3 separate regions of the Mus musculus genome follow, and all the other regions are linked to region 1. The links are chromatin contacts, called in public Hi-C and promoter capture Hi-C maps. All regions are on one chromosome and are shown on one strand. Each heading gives the region's core, a stretch centred on a gene start, on an enhancer-like site or on the middle of the called end of the contact. The rest is flanking DNA. Distances are from core to core; before and after follow the strand shown. Region 1 holds the start of Sh3bgr (SH3-binding domain glutamic acid-rich protein). Region 2 overlaps Dscam (DS cell adhesion molecule). Region 3 holds the start of Pcp4 (Purkinje cell protein 4).

Region 1 (3,737 bases), core at 529-3,028:
GCAAGAGGCATCTGGACAATAGGGAGAAGGCTCCAGCAATTAATCCTTTACTTAATCACCTGCTGTTTTAGGATGAGGTTCTATGTGCTAGAGACGGAAGTTTCTGGCCTCAGAGGATCAGAGGCAGGTCAGCTACAACTGTAACTCAGACTTAGATAAGTAAACTTTTTATTATACAGCAACCTTTAATTTTTTGTAAGACAAAGCCTTACCCCAGAAACTCATAAGACAAAGTCTTACCCTCCACCTATGCTCTTCCCCCTCTGCTGCCTCAAGAAGAACCAACAAGAAAGAAGAAACAGCCCACAGCCTACGCTATGTGTGTTTATGTGTGTCTGTCTCTGTGTGTGAGTGTGTTTGTGTATTTTTTTCCTTCCGCCATATGTATATATGTGTGTGCATGTGTGTCTGAGTGTATGTGTGTGTATATATGTACATGGGTGTGTCTGTATGTCTTTGTGTATTTGTGTGTATGTCTGTATTTGTGTGTGTGAACATGTGTGTGTATATTCGTGCGTGTGCATATGTGTATTCATGTATATGTATGTATGTATATATATATATGTGTGTGTGTGTGTGTGTGTGTGTGCATGTGGCTGTGTGTATTAGTATGCCTGTGTTTTTACTGTGTGTATACATATGTATGTGTGTGCATGTGTCTGAGTGTATGTGTGTGTATTGTATTTGTGTGCATGTGTGTGTCTTTGTGTATTCATGTGTATATATGTGTGTGCATGTGATTGTGTATGTGTGTATTTGTGTGTGTGCATGTATGTATGTGCATATTTATGTGTATATGTGTGTGCATGTGTCTCTGTATGAGTGTGCATGTTTTTTTATTGTGTGCATATGTGTGCACACATGTGTGTTTATGTGTGTCTGTCTCTGTGTGTGAGTGTGTTTGTGTATTTTTTTCCTTCCGCCATAAAGTTCTAGGGTATATATGTGTGCATGTGTGTCTCTGTGTGTGTGTTGTGTGTATATGTGTGCACACATATGTGTGTCTGTGTGTCTGAGTGTGTATGTGTGATTTGCTTTTTTTCCTTTCACTATGAAGTTCTAGGGATGAAACTCAGGAAGGTGTTCGGGCTTGCAGGCCGTTATCCAGTGAGCCACCTCATGGGTCCTTGACCTTGCTTTGAAACCCATCAGCAGAGTCTGGGCTGCTAACATTTGGGCTTTTTTTTTTTTTTTTTTTTTTTACTAGTTTTGTACTCTGATTTTTTTTAAATGCAGTTCAAATCACCTGTATAAATAAGATGCTTTAGAGCTTGTTATAAACATCCCCATCTCCCAAAGCCTTTAAAATAGGGAGATTATTTCTAGATACAGTCATCGGCAGCCACCAGCTCTGAAGTGTCAGTGAAGTTTTACAGCACCCAACAGCTGGTGGAAGGAGAAAGCAGGAAACAGGCCACTCACAGAGGAATCTCCATCCTGTGACAGTTCGTTGGGTTTTTAAATAACCCTCTAGAAAACTTTAAATCAGGAAGCCGCGCTTCATTTAAGTGGCCAGTGCGGCTGTTTCAGTCTTCACAGTTCTGTGGTCTGTCCAAGGCCTGGTGAATCCAGCCTGGTTCTGGATAAGGTGACTTTTTCTGGGCTTTTCCCTAGGCTCTGGACAACTCGCTTCTTTTCCACACCCCACAGTTTCCAGAGCCCCGCCTCTTCTGCCCTAGGCACCTCTCCATGGGTCTGTGATTGGTGCGCTCCCGAGCTCTCAGCCTGGCCTTTTAGGGACTGTTGTTAGGCCTTTAAAGTGATAAGGGAAAGGGTCCAGTGGCTGCTTTTATCAGCCAATCGTTTTCCTGACATCCCAAACGGAGGGGGAAGCCCGGGATGCCTCCCCGTTGCTCTTTAGCCTCTTGGTTGGAGGGGAGGGCTGGGAGCAGAGGCTTGGATCACCGCCAGCCCTGACCTGGCACCTGCTCCCCCGGGCGTCACTGCGGGATTTGTCCAGCGACTTCCCTAGCAGGGGTGTGTTAGGGGGAGTCCTCTTTCCGACTGTCGAAATGGTTATCAAAGTGTTTGTTGCCACATCTTCTGGGTCCATAGCGGTAGGTGTCTGGGGCTCTGTGGGCTTTCTTCCTATGTGTTTTTCTGGATAACTCCTGGTTGGAGGCAGAAGGAGTGGGTATGCCCCGGCTTTTGGCCTTGAATGCTGTTTTTGTTTTTGTGTGGGAGTCAACTGCACACTGCGGTGAGCATGAGCGCCCTGCGCTTTTTTGCCTCTGTCTTCGTGATGTTGGAAAAAGTATGTGAGTGTGTAATCTGGCAGGTTGGCGTGAAAGGTGACTGGACGGGGGGAGTGTTTCATGCTCCTTTTAACCGGTGTTTTGTGCGCTGTTGGTAGTGCTGTGTAGTTTTAGCCATTTGGAATTTTTAGTGCTTTATCATTCATTCTGTAAGACGCAGGCTAAATCTTGGAGACAGATGACGGGTCAGGGAGAGATGAATCAGATCGTCCAAACGACCTCGGGGCACAATTACTCCTATATTTGAAATAGCTGGAAACATTAGAAGATAGTAGGTATGAGCTTATTATTTGTAGAAAATGATGTCACAATGACAGCAGCAAACCCATCTGAGGCCCACAGTTTTAAATGCTCTCCTATGTGAGGGCACCTAGAGTGTGAGCTAAAAGCCCAGCTCCATATGGCTTAGCTCGGATTGCTTGAGACCACCCACTCTCTGATTCCAGCCTGCATTTATGTAGACCCGCTGGTAGAAGAAATAAGAGCAATTTAGAGACTCAGTTCTAGGTCTAGGAATGAATTGTAGGAGACTGGCTTCAGGTGGACTCTAGTGTCTGTCTTGTGAAGGTTCTAGTCAGTACTTAGCAGAAATGAGGAAGGCTGTGGGAAGAAAACAGTCTATTAATTCCAAGAGTTAGAGACCAGAGAGGGGGCTGTTTCCTTTAATAGCTGTTCCGAAGGGTCTCAGGTTGCGGCTGGAATTCTGACAGTCACTCCGCAGAGATGTTTCCAGGCCCTGGCTAAGTACCAGCCCCAACCACAATTTGCTGAAGGCCACTACACCCAACCGCGGACAATCAGGAGGATCTTCAGAGAAGGCAGGCAGAAAATAAAAGAGTTTGGCAACCCCACCCACTCGTCCAGGATGGTTTCTGTGGTTCTATTTGTTGTGTAGTATGTAGACTAACTCAGACTTGGAAATTATGACATCATGTGGCCCTGAACTGATCGATGCCCTGGACTAGGAGAAAAAGAGGAGCACACAGCTCGAGTGGAGAATTCCAATCACAGAGATTGAGAACACAGAACTTCCGTGGCTGTTGATGGGTTTACATAAGGAGCACACCCATGTTTCTTCAGTGCTGGCTGGGTTCACACCTGGGGCCTCACCCTTGCTGTGTAAGCATGTTAACTTACCACTGTGCTGCATCCTGGGAGTTCGCGCTTGGGTCTTTTAGATTGGAAATAAATTTTCAAGGATAGGTGATCTGATGGGCTGGTTTTGAAGTGGGTTTCAAACATTAGTGCTCAGTGTTGAAAACTTTTCACAGTCACTTACTTACTTTTAGTTTTAGGTGCATGGATATTTTGCATACATATATGTTACTATATCACACATATGCCTGATGCACATAGAGGCCAGAAGAGGTGTCAGATCCCCTGGGACTGGAGTAACAGATGGTTGTGAGCCACCACTATGTGGGTGCTGGGAATTAAAACCAGGTCCTCTGCAAGAGCAGCCAGTACTCCTGAGCCACCTCT
Region 2 (3,737 bases), core at 369-2,868, 420 kb after region 1:
CTGAGAGCAGTGAATGGCACATTGTTTCCATTCCTCACACACAAGAGAAGAATTTGGCGCAACTCTCTGGCAAGCTAATAAAATACTTGGGAACACAAACTCTGGAGTTGCAGTCGTGTTTGTATACAGACAGCAGCTTCCAATGTTCTAGTAATAAATAAAGACTCCTGCAATAGCAACATGATCCTAACATAGAGGATGCAAAAATGATGCCTTTTGTAGTTGAGACCATGGGGAATATAGTTGGATCATAGAAACGTTGGCATTCACTGGGACTGGATCCCAGAACTTCCTTGGGTACCAAAGCCTGCAGATGCTCAAGACTCTTTGACACAATGACACGGTGTTTGCATAGAACTTGTGTGTGTCCTCCCACACACTTCAAACAACAGATTCCTAATAGTACCTAATTTAATGCAAATGCTATAGAACTCTGTTATACGGCATGTCTGAGGGAACTGTGATCAGGGAGCCTCAGCCCTGCTCGGTACAGGTGGAATCTTTATGAGGAGTTCTGATGTGCGTGCAGCTGCACCCACAGAGGCAGAACTCTTGGCTATAGAGCTGGCTTCACAAATGTATCTCTGCAAACATAACAAGCTCTAATGAGCTGGGCTTAGGCCATCGGACCACAGGAGTGTGTTAATATAGATGTGACAGCTAGTTAGAGGTGGTGGCAAGCTCCAGGGAGCAAGAGCGAGCAAGGATCTGCGCTCCAGGACATTCCTGAAGGTCAAGCTTTGAAGGTGCTGTGGGGCTAAGTCACTCAGTGTCTTCATTAAAAACAAACATAACACACACACACACAAACGCGCGCACGCACACACTTGCATATTACTGTTCTCTACCGTGTTTAGGCTTGAGAATATAGTTAATGGGATAATTAAAAGATTGCAGACATCCTCAAGAGAGTGTTTTCAGGATGACTCTGAATAATTCCATCTTAGGGTGGGAGGAGAGACCTGGAGAGCAGTGCCCAAGCTTGAATCGCTTTGCTGTCTGTCAGCGTGGTTTAATGAAATTCACTGTGAAGGAGAGAAGCATGCTCCCAAGTTGTAGTGTTTCCAGGTGACAGCCAGGTTGGATCCTGGGACAACGTGGTAGGACTATCAGGATGGACCCCACGTACATGGCATGGCTTGGACAGCTGTTTCTGTCTCTTGCTCTCTTAACTGCTTTCACGGCAGCTCGCCAGCACCCCAGGGCTGTGTCTACTCCAGTGCTCCGGAGAGTCTTGGGGTTTTTCCCTCCCTGCTCTCTCCTGACAGCCAGCTCCAGCTCTCCCTCTGATGACCTTGGTTCCCCTCTGACCTTGGTTTGTACCACCTCCTCCTCCATGAAAGAGTTCCCAAAAAACCCAGGTCTAGGGGGCTCCTCGCACCGTCCCTGTACCCTGTACTTGATTGACCTGGCTCTGTGCCTCTTCACTCTGTCTTTTCTTTATCTATCATTTCCAGAGAAAGAAACCATACTCCGTGTGTAATATCTGCCTTCCCACTAAAATGAAAAATACAGTCTTTCCTCATTTTGTTTGCAGTGCATTCCCAACACTGAGTACGAGCCATATATGCAAAGTGAAACCTGAATAAACATTTCTAAATGCTGAATGGAGGAATTCTATTTCCCCAGTGATGCATAACAACTTCATAGCCATGAGGCATGGAGCACACTCCTCCCTGCCTCATGCTAGAGTCCCTGGTTTACAGTGTCTGCACGTGGTACAAATTCATTTCTGATATTTTAAATGCCGTCAAAACCACTCCCCATTATTCCATGGCATATTCTTCATGCTGCTGGAAGTTTCTGGTACATTCCTGTCATTGCTTCTGCTCCTGCATTAACTATTTGTGATAGCTACTGTGCATGGTGCCTTTGCTCTCAAAGGCTATTCAAAGGAAAGCATCATTCTGTGTTGCTTTTTACCTGACAGATGGAACCAATGTGCTGTGATCAAGGCAGGCAATGACATATCTCCCAGATGTGTCAACTGTCTTTTGATTTAAGAGAAAAAAAAAATGTAGCCTAGAAATCTGAAGAGGCTGGAGCCAGATCTCAGCTCACAGTGATAAAGTCAAAGAGTGGTCAAGGCCTTGAAGCATTTTAGTAACAAGGCTCTTAGCTTGTAGACACAAGCTCAGAGAACTAGTGGTTCCTACTATTTGTGTCTCCAGAACATATTGACATCCTCAGAAGGAAGGAGACAAGTTTTGCACAAGGGACAAACCAAACATGGCTTCAACATGTTGAAAGCCACAGTCTCAGGTGGTCCTTAGCTCTGTTCAATGCTATCCTGAGTGTTACAACCTGGTTTGGGAACTGATCAGTCATACCATGAAGCTCACTGCATGACATAAGCTAGAATTCGTAAGCCACAGCTTCCAGCAATGCATCATGGGTTTCTTCATGATATTATATGTCTCTAAAAGTGTGGTATTTTACAGAGAGAGTGATTAGAGACTTACAAGCGAGATGGCAAAGCTTCCAAAGTGACAATTGGGACATTAATTTCTCACCCTTTGAGGGGATTTATGAATAGTTTCAATTATGAATAAACAAGACTAATTAATAAGCTAGATGTACATTAGGAAACTTCTTTGCAGTAATCAGTTTCCACCAATTACCAATGCAAATATGAATACTAAGCAGAACAATATCTCTAGATTTAGCTGCCAGAAGCACCACTCTTCTCTGTGTGTTTAGGAGACGAATGCTAGCTTTGAGGTCAGACATGTTTACAGCAGCTTTCTGTGTGCACTTCATGTGCACAACCTTGGACTATTGGTCTGAAACTCTATCTTCCAATGCCTGAAACAAAGACTCTGACATCTACTTTTTAATTGAAAGGTTGCTGTAGATAACACATGTTGAGATTGTTTCTCTCCCCCAAATGCAATACTGCACAACACATTCAAGTTAATCACCCTTCTCTTTCCCATGTTGTATAAAGTTCAAAGGGTTATCTTCACCTGAAATTTCTAGCAATTTCTACAGTAACCCAAGACTAAGGTGTGTTGGTTTGAGTTGACACACACCTAACAAGTAATAAAGGATGCTTCAACATCCCAACTGAAAGTTCATCACATCTATTGCATTGGTGTGTGATTGAGAAAGCCCAACCTTTTATTTTCGAGGGGCACGGATATTGTTAGCATTGACAACAGCCATACATTCCAAGGGCTGCTGAACACTCACTCGTTCCTGGCCGAGCATCGGAGACATCCACGAGGGGCCCGGTGGCCTGAGACACCGATTGGTAATGCACCGTGTGAGTCACTGTCAGTGACTTCTGTTTGGCTGCCTCCCCGAAGTCAGCATCCGTCAACAGGACTGTGGAGCGGTCATCTGCAAGAGGGGGCACACAGAAAAGCCAAGTGTGTTTAACAAAGGTGAGAACAAATGGCAGTCTAAAGAGGCACACACACACACACTCTCACACACACACGCAGATAGAGAGGCTCGGCTTCTTGTGAAAACAACGTCACTCGGTGTAGCTGACCACTTGTCATACTTTGGGGTTTATGTGTTTGTCCAAAGCTTGCCTGACATACTGTACAATGTCAATGCCCCCAGTGATAGGGTTGCCCTGTGGGACAGACCTTTTCAGCTGCTGGAACACTCTGTAGAACTAAACCTTACAGTTCCCACAACTGAGGTTGGCTGTCACATTGACCTTGGTCAGTGTTTGGAGAAGGGGAGAAGGACTTTCCTGAGGAACTTGGTGGTTCCTTTCCTTTCTC
Region 3 (3,737 bases), core at 816-3,315, 270 kb after region 1:
AGGAGACCAGGCTGTAAAAACCCAGATGGAACTTTGTCAAGTTTGCCACCGAGGGGCTGTGTCCTCCGACATATGGTGCCTGGGGCTCAGATTCCCAAGTCTGACATCTCTTGGGAGGAGGGAGTGGTAGCATCCTCAGAAGCTACATCGTTCTCCTCTGACGATGAGTGAGCTTCCGTTTATCTGAGGTGTTTGCAGAGCACATAGCACTAAGGTCCTGTGTCTATTTCCAGGACTCGGGGATACCTAAGGATATCATGATATTGAGCCTTCATAAGGGCGAGTTGGGAGCACAGAAGGGATGAGGAAGGAGAGGATGAAGAAGATGTTGTCTTTATTTACATAGTTGGGACATGCCACTAACTTGTATGTGGTATACGACATGTACATGTAATACATACATATAGGGGCATACATGTATGCACATATTGTATACCATACTGTCCATATATTTCCCTCTGTGAAATTTGCACCCTGGTGAACATCCAGTGCTTCCACTTGGAAGACATGATGTCCATGACAGTGGTTCTGGCTTAGGTTAGGGACCCATAGGAGCTGTGGGTGAAGCTCTTGTCTTCCTCTCCCTGTTCTCTCACACCCCGACATGTGCACACCCCTACATGTGTGTACTACAGTTTCTGGCCATGCCCTTTCCATTTGGAGACACACAGAGGATGCCATGATGTTAGAACTTGGAACAGAAAGCTGGCAACTCGGGAAGGAGAATGCAGCTGAGCCGAGAAGAGGGAATCAGTAGACGGGGGTGTCGTGCAGGTCTTTCTGGGTACAGGAGGCACTGGGACAGGTATTGGGGGCACCAAGGAAGGTTTGGGGGGCCCTCAACATGGTCTTGCTAGTCATGTTGATATTCACCATGATCAGCTGGGGCATACACTCTAATGCTGCTTATCTGGCAGACACCACACTTCCAGGCTCACAAGGTCTGGACTGAGAGGTATAAAAAGGAGCTGCTTTCCCCAATGGCTCATCAGGGCCAAAGTGAGGAGACCTTTTATGGGGTCCTGTCCCTAGGTGGGGCTGTCACAACCCTAAGTGAAAACAGATGTTTTCTCTCATGTCACTGCCAAGTGGGATTCAAGACTGCTGGACTCCAAAGGTCACTACAGACATGTCCTTCCACTCTAGGGTCCAAGCAGACAGACAGATTGGGGGGGGGACTCTAAACAGAGGGTGGTCAACTCTAAAGTCTGAAGCTGGTGCCCCCAAAGGGGGCCGGGAACAGCTGGGAGCCCAGAGGGATAAGAACCACTCCATACAAAGTTTCCCATTGCTCTTCAATGAGAAACAGAGTCTGTCAATTATAGACATGTAAGATACAGTCCCAGAGGGTGTGAGTCCTGCACCTCCCAGTCCATCGGCAGGGGCAGTCCTGTGACCATCAGTGTGCCTGTGACTGTTATGTTTCTCTCTCCTTTAAATTAAAAAAATAAAAATAAATAAAACCTTCCAAAGCAACAGGTTTCCTTGTGGCATTTCAAACGTCTTGAGTTTCAGTTGGCTGTCCCCACCCCTTCTTCTCCACCATTTCTTGCCCCTCCTCCCCATTTATTTCTTTCTATCCCCAGTATTCCCTGTTCAATCTCATATCACAAGTCGTAGTTTACCCTCCCCACCCCCACCCCTTGAACCCACCCTCATTCAAATAAACACATCAGTAAAAAGTTGAAGTCAGGATCTCCATATGAGCAGGGAAATTTGTCCTTCTGAGTCTGGCGTACCTCACTTGCTGTAATATTTCCCATTTTCTTCCATCTTGCTGCAAATGTCATGATTTCCCCCCTTCCCCCGTTTTTTAATGGCTTAAAATCTTCTATACTGCAGCTTGATTATCCTTTTGACTGCTGATGGGCATCTAGAACGAGTCTCTTTCCTTGCTATTGTGACCTGATCAGCCATGATCATGGATGACCAAGTATCTCTGCAGCAGGGTATAGAATCCTTTTAGGGTGGATGCTTTGGTGTGCAGCAAATTCCTTGGTTCCTGGATGGAAACGGAGCAGAGACCTGCCACGCAGTTCCACTGTGCTCCACTAGGTGGCTCTTTGCGCTCTCGGATGTCTGCAGGCGTTCAGACAGGTGAATGCCTCTCATTGGTTGGCGGGAGGCATGATGCCACCCAGCAGCTCTTTTTAAGAGAAAAGCCAGGACCAGGGAAGCAGCCACCCCTGAGCATTGCCTTCTGAGCTGTTCTGTGGGACCTAGCTGCGGAGTCAGGCCAACATGAGTGAGGTGAGCAATCCTTCCACTCTCACAGGGAAACCGCAGAGTGAGAAGGCTCTGCCCCTGTGGGATTCTCAGAAACCCAAAAGGTGCCCAGTGGGGCTGAGGGGTAGATGGATCCTGTTATTATTTGCTTTGAGCATAGGCTGTCTTGATAGCTTTGTTTGAATGCAGTGTAGAAATTTGCTAAGTTTGCAACTTTTGAAATTAGCCTTAGAAAGAGAAAGGGATGTAGGTATATTGTTTCTGATCTATGACTTAGGATTTTGTACCTCTGAAGAGAAAGCCAGTTATTTGATTCTTTCATGAATATTTGTGCTTTCTCCAGGGAGTGCGTCCTCACGTGTTTCCTTGGGATACAATCTGAATGTTAGCAGACAGTGCTAGCCACCTGGGAAATCCGGTCTCAGAAAAGAGGTGGGGAAGGGGGTTAGGATTTGTGCCTAAGTGCAGCTCTTGCAGAATCATTGTCTGTGACAGGGCTTGCAGTTAATCAGTTAATCAGAGCCCTGGAAAACATTCGGAGTCCAAGCTTGAGTGTGTGTGTGTGTGTGTGTGTGTGTGTGTGTGAGAGAGAGAGAGAGAGAGAGAGAGAGAGAGAGAGAGAGAGAGAAACTGCTACCTCTGAGGCATCAGGGAGTGTTGGCAAAAGAGCTCATTTTAAACCCAAGACCCTTTTCTGATTAAATGTATATAGAATATACAAGCTGGTGGCTTGCATATTTTTCTTTTAAAAAGCAACTGTAATCTCTCCCACAAGATTTGGGGTTACACAGTGCTATCCTCTTCAACTAGATGCCCAGCCAAGTCTGTTTTCATTTCCTCTCACTTGATACTTAATTACTGTGAAAGATCTGTTATCTTCTTTGTATTTTATTTAAAAAAAATGTTTGACAGATGGGTGATCTTTTTTTGGAAGTCTAGAGTAGAATTAACAACTTCAGAAATCAAATGTCTCCTCGCAGCTCCTCTCTCCTCTATGGACAGCTTTGGATCCAAACAACAGGCAGAAGGGCAAGGTGGTGCAGCACCCAGGCACAGGACTTGGGAGAGAGCCAAGAGCTTGGGGGAGGAGGAGGGTGGATCTGGGCTGGGAGATGGGAGTCTCCTGGCAACCCTGGGAACAGAAGCCACAGTGACAGCCATTGGTTGCCTCATGGTGTAAATGCTGAGAGCAGTGCCAAGCACTCCCACATGTGTCCCCTTCTGTGAGCCTCTCCATATCCTGGGCAGTCGGTGACAGAGGAGGAAACTGAGGCACAGGGAAGTGGACCAACCGATTCAAGACCGCCAGCTAGATCTGGGGCTAGCCTTGTCACACTGAAGTAGTTGGTACCTGGTGCCTGGCTCTGTCCAAATAAATGAGTGTGGGGCTCTGGAACAGCTGGAAAGGGTGGGGCAGAAGGAGGTAGAGAATCCAGGGAAAGCAAGCAGGGCTCTGAAGACCAAGGGCATTGAGGACAAGGTCTCTTTTCCTTTACATGTTGGGGGAGGGG

The links. A called contact is a pair of places that touch in the nucleus more often than the background predicts. Capture Hi-C pulls out chosen DNA fragments and counts their contacts.
Region 2: a contact with region 1 is called in a Hi-C map of uterus, with 3 times the contacts expected there. The contact joins the enhancer-like site here to the promoter of Sh3bgr in region 1. A contact is called at or near these places in 7 of 484 Hi-C or Micro-C datasets (bone marrow-derived macrophages, embryonic stem cells, group 2 innate lymphoid cells and 1 more), 1 of 115 datasets of contacts at active chromatin or transcription factors (astrocytes) and 1 of 9 other capture datasets (liver).
Region 3: a promoter capture Hi-C map of liver shows a contact between it and region 1. The contact joins the promoter of Pcp4 here to the promoter of Sh3bgr in region 1. A contact is called at or near these places in 1 of 39 promoter capture datasets (hippocampal neurons) and 3 of 9 other capture datasets (adipose tissue, embryonic stem cells and liver).

What each region holds. Positions count from the first base shown.
Region 1 is chr16:96,198,692-96,202,428 of GRCm38.p6, forward strand. It overlaps Sh3bgr (SH3-binding domain glutamic acid-rich protein), which reads left to right and starts at 1,779. Exons shown (of 8, transcript NM_015825.2): 1 at 1,779-2,057. The coding sequence starts at 2,013.
Region 2 is chr16:96,616,308-96,620,044 of GRCm38.p6, forward strand. It overlaps Dscam (DS cell adhesion molecule), which reads right to left. Exons shown (of 33, transcript NM_031174.4): 30 at 3,193-3,342. Among named protein-coding and RNA genes, the nearest start is that of Gm32509, 100 kb to the right of the region's middle. Within about 2 kb of position 1,619, at least 9 of the 459 cell types and tissues checked have an H3K27ac peak or open chromatin away from gene starts, as enhancers often do. A contact at or near this core is called in uterus, where this site is marked.
Region 3 is chr16:96,465,541-96,469,277 of GRCm38.p6, forward strand. It overlaps Pcp4 (Purkinje cell protein 4), which reads left to right and starts at 2,066. Exons shown (of 3, transcript NM_008791.3): 1 at 2,066-2,250. The coding sequence starts at 2,242. It also overlaps a transcript of Igsf5 not described here.